Regions from separate parts of the Drosophila melanogaster genome. Here region 1 is linked to region 2. The links are chromatin contacts, called in public Hi-C maps. All regions are on one chromosome and are shown on one strand. The core of a region is the stretch at or near the end of the contact, and the rest is flanking DNA. Distances in the headings are between cores, read along the strand shown. Region 1 holds the start of ImpL2 (Ecdysone-inducible gene L2). Region 2 holds the start of lncRNA:CR45737 (long non-coding RNA:CR45737).

Region 1 (3,715 bases), core at 566-3,065, 840 kb before region 2:
CAAGGTCCCATCATCATGTGGTTCCCGAACCGATAATGACCAAGCTGGTGGTCATCATGCTGGCTTTCCCCGGGCTGTCTGTTGCCGTGATTGCGTGAGCTCCACTTCATTTGAATATAACGGTGGCAGGCCACTTGGAGCACGTAGGCCCACACAGTGAAAAAATGGCTGAGAATATAGGTTTAATGTAGTTATCAGATTTTAAGATAGACAGCAAATACGTGAGATTATTTAATTGAAACATTTTAGAAAGCATTACTTATTCGTAATACTTTATCTTAAAATTAAAACAAATTTTTAAATTGAACAAGTAGAAAGTGGAAATGCATATTTACACCAAAGAATTGTTCTATATATTTTAATATTAGACTGATATATTATAAAAATGTGTCATCTGCTGTCGCAGATAAGAGACCTTTCTAGATTTAAATATATATGTGGCCTTAATTTAATTAAATTATTTGAATACCTTGAAAATATCACCACCTAGTGACGAATCGCACAGATAAGAGTTTTTTTTGCCAAGCAAAACATTGATGAGCCATCACTTTTGAGTACATTTTTTTTTCACTGTGCGTATTTAGATATTTTTCCGGTTTTTTGTGGTATATTCCACATAAAAAGTGGGCGTTTAAGAAGTAGCAACAAAGGCCCATAGAACTCTAATTAGGTGGCCTATTCTCGTCCAGCTGAAGAGCATTATTTGTGCTGATATAAGCCCCATTGTAATGAGGCGGATTACCAATTTTGGTTGGATTTTTTCTCCGTGCCCAGACTCCTAGACTCCGAAGTGCATTTCAATTGACGCCACACCAAAATCAATTGCAGCATCGTCTGTGGCGGGATCTTTGTGCAATTGGTACCGGGGCTCTGGAATGCAAATAGCGGACACCGCGGCAATTGATGCAGAGTCTCCAACTGGAGGCAGCAGGTCTGCCATCGCCATCGCTATCGTCATAGCCATACCTATATCTGTATCTCCAGCTCTACATATATCCATAGAACCACGGTGATTGACTGTCTGACCGGAAAGCAGATGGAACTAATTCCCGTCGAGCCGAATTAAAATCGCGACCTGAACAAATCCGGAATTATCAGCCCAAAGGCGGAGGCCATCAATGTTGGGAATGGTGGGAAATCAGAAGGCACCGCCTCCGCCAAGTGACTGGCATCTATTGATCCTTGTGAGAGTCACCGCCATATGGTAATTTGTGGGATCGAGGCGCTTGAGTGTACTGTAAAAAACCGTAGTGATTTTCATATGCATTTGGGGCACGCATTTCATTTCATTTCATTTCATTTGATTTCCAGTCCGATCCGAACGCAGCCGATCCAATCTTCTGCGAATGTTAATGAGAAAAATGTAATTTAAAATAATAAATTTGCATACAATTTTCTTTGCGAGTCAATCAATCAAAGGGGAGCAACAAGTAACTCGGAGCCAGAGCCACAGCCATCCCATCCCCTGTGAGCCACCCCCTTTTTGGGGCTAACGAAAAAAATATAAGAAACCCGAGCGTGGACACGAAGGCAGCCGCCACAGATACATTTACAGATACGAATGCGGATTGAGATACTGTATCTGTAGAGAGTGCCGACGCCATAACTGTTATTAAAGCCCCTGTAGAGTCCAATTTGCTCGCTCGTCCGTTTGTCCATGCGTCCGTTTGTCCGTTTGTCCGTTCGTCCGTTCGTCCCGCATTCGCCCACTTGTTGATTTTTGGTTCGGTTCGGGCATGCCCATGCCCATGCCCATGCCAGATGCCAGATATAAAAGCATGGACGCTCAATCTTCCGCCACACAGTCCATCATCACTCGCCACATCTCGAGCAGAACGGAGCTCCACCGAGAATCGACCATATATATATATATTCACATATATATACAGAGCCGAGAGTATAACTGCAACTGCAGCCTGAGTTTTAGTCCAAGTGAAATCGAAAGCCCACCTTAACGTATTCCATTTCCACCGGAAACTCCAGCCGAAGTTCTAGAACTCTAGTGAAAGTGCCAACGAAGCTTCGAGTGAACGTCATCCAAAAAACAAAAAATATGCAGGTACGAATGCTAGTCAATCACTAAATAAGTGTACTAACTATAAGCATATGGCGGGATTTTTGGACAACTATTACAAGCTTAAATGTCTCTGATTATTGGGGAATATATGCATTTGGATCTTTATTTAAATTAATTTTGACTATATACTGCACAGTTCTATGGCTTAATTAAAAAATATTCCATCAAAAACTGAATAATCTTTATAGCGGCAAACGAAAAAAAACCTTTCTCAATAATATATTTTTTATATGTAGGACCGCCTAGAAACCATGATTTAGCAGAAAAGATAGCCCACTTAATTGGGGTTCGGGGTTCAAAACCATCCGTATAACTTATATAGCAGCTTCCTCCGTTTGACTCATCGCCTTGGCAATCGAATGGTATCTCGACTTTGAACATCTTCATACATTTTTGTACCAGTTTCTGATCTTGTGCCATCAATTCATAACTTTTCGTGATGAGAGTGCTAAAAATGAGCAGTTTGATTCCATGTTTGATTCATGTGACGTGGGTACAAAGGGTCAATTCGCAAACGATTTAATTGAAACATTTCATCTTTAATTTAGCACACTCGTGATTTTTAATTGTGCAACAAAAATGATTTGTTATCGCGCTAGGCAACAGACTAGTGGAATACCAACAGACACTGGGGGGATCTCAGTTTTTCTGGGGTAGTCGCCAGTTGGTCTGTAGTTTCCCCTCATATATCGGATCTGTTGTTGTTGTTTTGCTTCCCGAAAGCCGGGCAATAATGATAACTGCAGTATTTGGTCAGCAATGTGCTTTTATACGCCGAAAAACTGGCGGATACTAAGAGTAAACAAAGTCCTCAGTGGCGATCGAGCGTGAGAAGAATGCCAATTGTCAAACAGAACTTAAGCAAAATATTATGAATATTCGTTGCCTGAGATCTGTTTTGACATCTCCACAACCGGAATTTGTCATTGAGAACTGTGCGAACTTGTGCAGTTTGATCTATATTTATAATATCAGCTTATCTGTGCCGATTTCGTTGCTTAAGAGCGGATTCATTTGTATTTCGAGTTATTATTATTATTTAAGCGAGTTATCTTTACATTTTATAACCTAGTACATTCTCGAATGAATATGTGTGACTATACCACTTAATTTACTTCTAGAGGTCAGAATATTCATTCTATCAGTTTTTGCCAGAACTTGAGGACAGATATTTCTTTACCTTCTTTGTAAGGTGGTTCTTGCTAGATCTTCAAGATTGGTTGCAAATGAAGCTATTCTTTCAGATATTGGAGCTATGTTGATACCTTGAAGAAATAGTTAGAAATGCACAAATGCTAAGCCCTAGATGGCCATGGGTTAATCCGATCTGCATTTCGCCGGCTGTTGAGTCAGTTTTTTGGCTTAGAAAAAAGTGGCTATGCATTTAGTGTCGCGTCAGCTGGAGACCTCCGCCATTGGTTTTTAGTTTTAGGTTTTAAGTTTTCCAAGTGGAGTGCTGGCTACGTGATCCGCCGAACATCTCCATCTCCATATCCACATCCACATGCACTTTTTAAAGCCGGCTTCCAACCAGAATTGCTTACATGCTTATTCACTTTTTTTGAGCCTGACGTTGCGCTGGTCACGCAGGCACTTGCCACACCTTCGCCCACAACCCCCCTCGCAACAGCCCCTAGG
Region 2 (3,269 bases), core at 745-3,244:
AGCAGCGCGACAATTCATCCATCATTTTCTGTTATGATTTTGAATATGCCCCCTTGGCTTGGCTTAACCCATGCTCGCCCCCCCCCTTGCCACATGAGACCCCCTTCGTATTTTGGCATCTGCATTGCTGGAGCGAGGTGAGGAGACACTTGTCGTCCACCCCTGCCCCCCTTTTCAAAAACCCCCACCCCTGCCTCTTGGTACAGCATCCGGTAATTATGCGACACGCTGATTAAAATGCGTTAAACGCACACCAACACACACACCAACTCACACGCATACGGAGGGGCACACATGTTCGTGTGTATGGGTGAGGTGGGTCTGGAGTCCAAGTGAAATCTTCGCCTGCATTAACGAGTTTTCCGTGACGCGACGTTCCTCGCTTTCCTCAGCTTCTTCCTCTTCTTCTGCTCGTTTTCTTTGAGCCCGGTGCTCTTATTCTTTGGCCTCCGCCTTTCCTTTCCTTTGCTACACTTGATTTCCACAAACACGCACCAACACAGAGGCAGGTGCACTGGGAGAAACTAAGATTGCACCCTAGCAATAATAATATGTTTTTCTAATTAGATTTTATAAGAACAGTAAAGTCAATTTTAGAATACATTCGTGTTACTTTGAAAAGGGTATCCAATTTCGAGCAGTGCTCTCTGGGAAGAGACTACGTCTCCTGATATGCTGGCTCCGGCTTCTCCTCCTCACTCTCCGTTCTGTTTCTTCTGTTTTGTGGCGATCAGGTTACCTGCTTGACGGGAGGGGGGAGCAAAGTGGTGGTGATCAGGGGGCGGGGAAAAGGCGTGGGGCGGGGCAGGGGCAGGTGGCTAGCGGAGGTTTTCGTTCGCTTCTGGGGCTGTTACCTTGCCGGTTGCATGGTTTTATCTGCGTTCGTTGCCTCTGTGTTTGTTGTTGTTGTTTGCATACCCTAGAAAAACCGGCAGAAAGGGTCATTGGGTATATACTTTTGACACGGTGTTTGTGCCAGATCAAAAAGCTCACACATTAAGTTTACTAGAAATTAAGAGAAGCTATTTGATGGAAAATGCATTTAACACAAAAAGGAATTTTAAAAATATGAAACATGAGTATTCTGATAGTCGTCCTTTCGTGCCACCATATTCTTTGGCCTTTTTCTTTAACTGTGCACGTTGTGCAGTTGTTTTTGCTTGTGTTGTTCCTCCACTGGGTTGTTGGTTGTTGTGTTTTTCTGCTCTTGCACTGCACACGCATTCGTCCTCCAACAAAAATCGAGGCAAAGTCGTAAACAGAACAACAACACCCCTTCAGCACCCACCGTACCGCCCCTTTCTTCAACACTTCCCCCCTTTCTACAGAGAGAGAAAATGAGATTTGTTTGGATATAAGTTTGCATAATCATAAAGTAGTCAATTTTTTTATTCAATAAAGGTTTTGTATTATCGATCTATTACGGTTTTACAAATATTGCACTAATCCTTCTGATCTAAAATAGATTTTTTTTCAGTGCACTTTCTGAAAGCACTCTTTGGTAATATAAAAGTTCTTCGCTTGCTTCGTCTCTGTTTTTTTTATCGTATTTCTTCTAACTCGCCGTCGTCGTTGTGCGTGTATGTTGTTGTTGTTTCTGTTGTTGTTTCTGTTGTTGTTGATATTGGTGTTGTTGCTATTGTTGGTGTAGTGTTTGTTGTGATTGTTGTTGGTGTGGTTGTCAATGTTGTTGGTGTTCTTTACTGTTGTTGTCGTTGTTGTTATTGGTGTAGTGCTTGCTGGTGTTGTTGTTGCTGCTTGTCTCGTTTATTGATCGTGTTGCTGCACATATATACACTCACACTGAGAACGCGGGACTAACCCACACAGTTGCAGTCACATACGCAATTCAATGAAGAAATGCTTCAAGTCAATGACCCGGAAATTGTGTCTAAAAAGCAAAACAACAACATCAACAACAACAACACCAACAACAGCAAAAGCCACAGCAACAGCAACATAGAACTTTTACCTAGACATCGGCGCATGCGACTGACGTTGCAAGTTGCAAGCTGACTGCGCCAGTCCAATGAACCGACTGCAATTCGCAGCCCGCAGCTTTTTGCAACAATTGCACGCAGAGCGACAACAGCAACAGCAACATCAGCATCAGCATCAGCAGCAACATCAGCAACAGCAGCAACATCAACAAGCAGCAAGCAGCGATGACAATCAACGCAATTAATGCTCATCCGGCCAGCAGAGTAGTGATGCTGCTTGGACTTCCTTCTCCATCCTGTTTAACTAACATATATCCACGGCCCTTGGAAATTGTGTGTGTGCACAGGTTTAAAACTCGTCTGTAATAAATGCAGCACCAGTTGATTGAATATATATTTGCAGAGGGGGCACAACGGCTTAGAAACAGAATATTAGTTGAGGTTGTTGGACTAGCGTGGTCAACATGTCTTTTGACCTCCCACATGGATCTGCAATCCGAAAGTCTATACAATTTAATTGTATTATTAATGCCTTCGATCAAATAGCAAAGATGGTAATATATTGCCTCATCTGATAGTGACATCGAAAGAACTCACCTAACTTATACCTAGAGGTACAAGGGTCAACCCAAGGAATCTCCCATCCGCGATCGACATCCACTGGCTATCCCCAACCATCCCCATTGGGCATTCTCAATTTATTGCATATCGAAAAAATTAAGCACAAAAGTTCAGTGCCATAGGCCAAGTCGTTGTCATCGTCATCGTTTCCACTTGTAATGAGAATTTATGTGCCGACAAGATGTGCATAAGTTTCCAAGGCGGGCAAATTGGGGAAGAGGGGAGCTCTATTGGATCGAAAGTGCCGGCAAACATGCAAACTGCAACTAGATTTGGGGGCAAGTGTGGCGACTTCTACGGCGATGGCCATTTGGAGCAGGGCAACTGAGGCGGGCACATTGAAAAGAAACAGAAACTAATGCAGCTGCAAAACTCTCATTTTTTAAAAACACAACCATTATTTTAAATATTGCATTCAAATAATGGCTTTGTAAGCTGATTAGAACAAGCTTTACCACTACCTTGATGTTTATTTTAAATAAGGGGGAGTGTCCCCCAAGTGTCAGTCGTAGTTCCTCTGATTTTCCCAAGGGTTCTAGAGCTATTCACCCGTAGCCAAACGATGCGTGCAACATTGAATCACTTGCCCACTGAAGGGGGTCAAAGTTGCAGCGAGTCTCACGACACAATTCGCATATGGAGCAGACCGAGGAGACTAAGGGCCCCCCCAAGATCGGAACCAGCTGAAGAACCAGAGATTCTTCCCCT

Evidence for each region. Hi-C and Micro-C count contacts between places; a contact is called where the count stands out from the background.
Region 1: a contact with region 2 is called in a Hi-C map of the Kc167 cell line, with 2.8 times the contacts expected there. A contact is called at or near these places in 3 of 107 Hi-C or Micro-C datasets (the Kc167 cell line, embryo and embryonic mesoderm).

The regions. Positions count from the first base shown.
Region 1 is chr3L:4,234,247-4,237,961 of dm6, reverse strand. It overlaps ImpL2 (Ecdysone-inducible gene L2), which reads left to right and starts at 1,815. Exons shown (of 3, transcript NM_079197.5): 1 at 1,815-2,059. The coding sequence starts at 2,054.
Region 2 is chr3L:3,392,813-3,396,081 of dm6, reverse strand. It overlaps lncRNA:CR45737 (long non-coding RNA:CR45737), which reads right to left and starts at 1,994. Exons shown (of 1, transcript NR_124771.1): 1 at 1,475-1,994.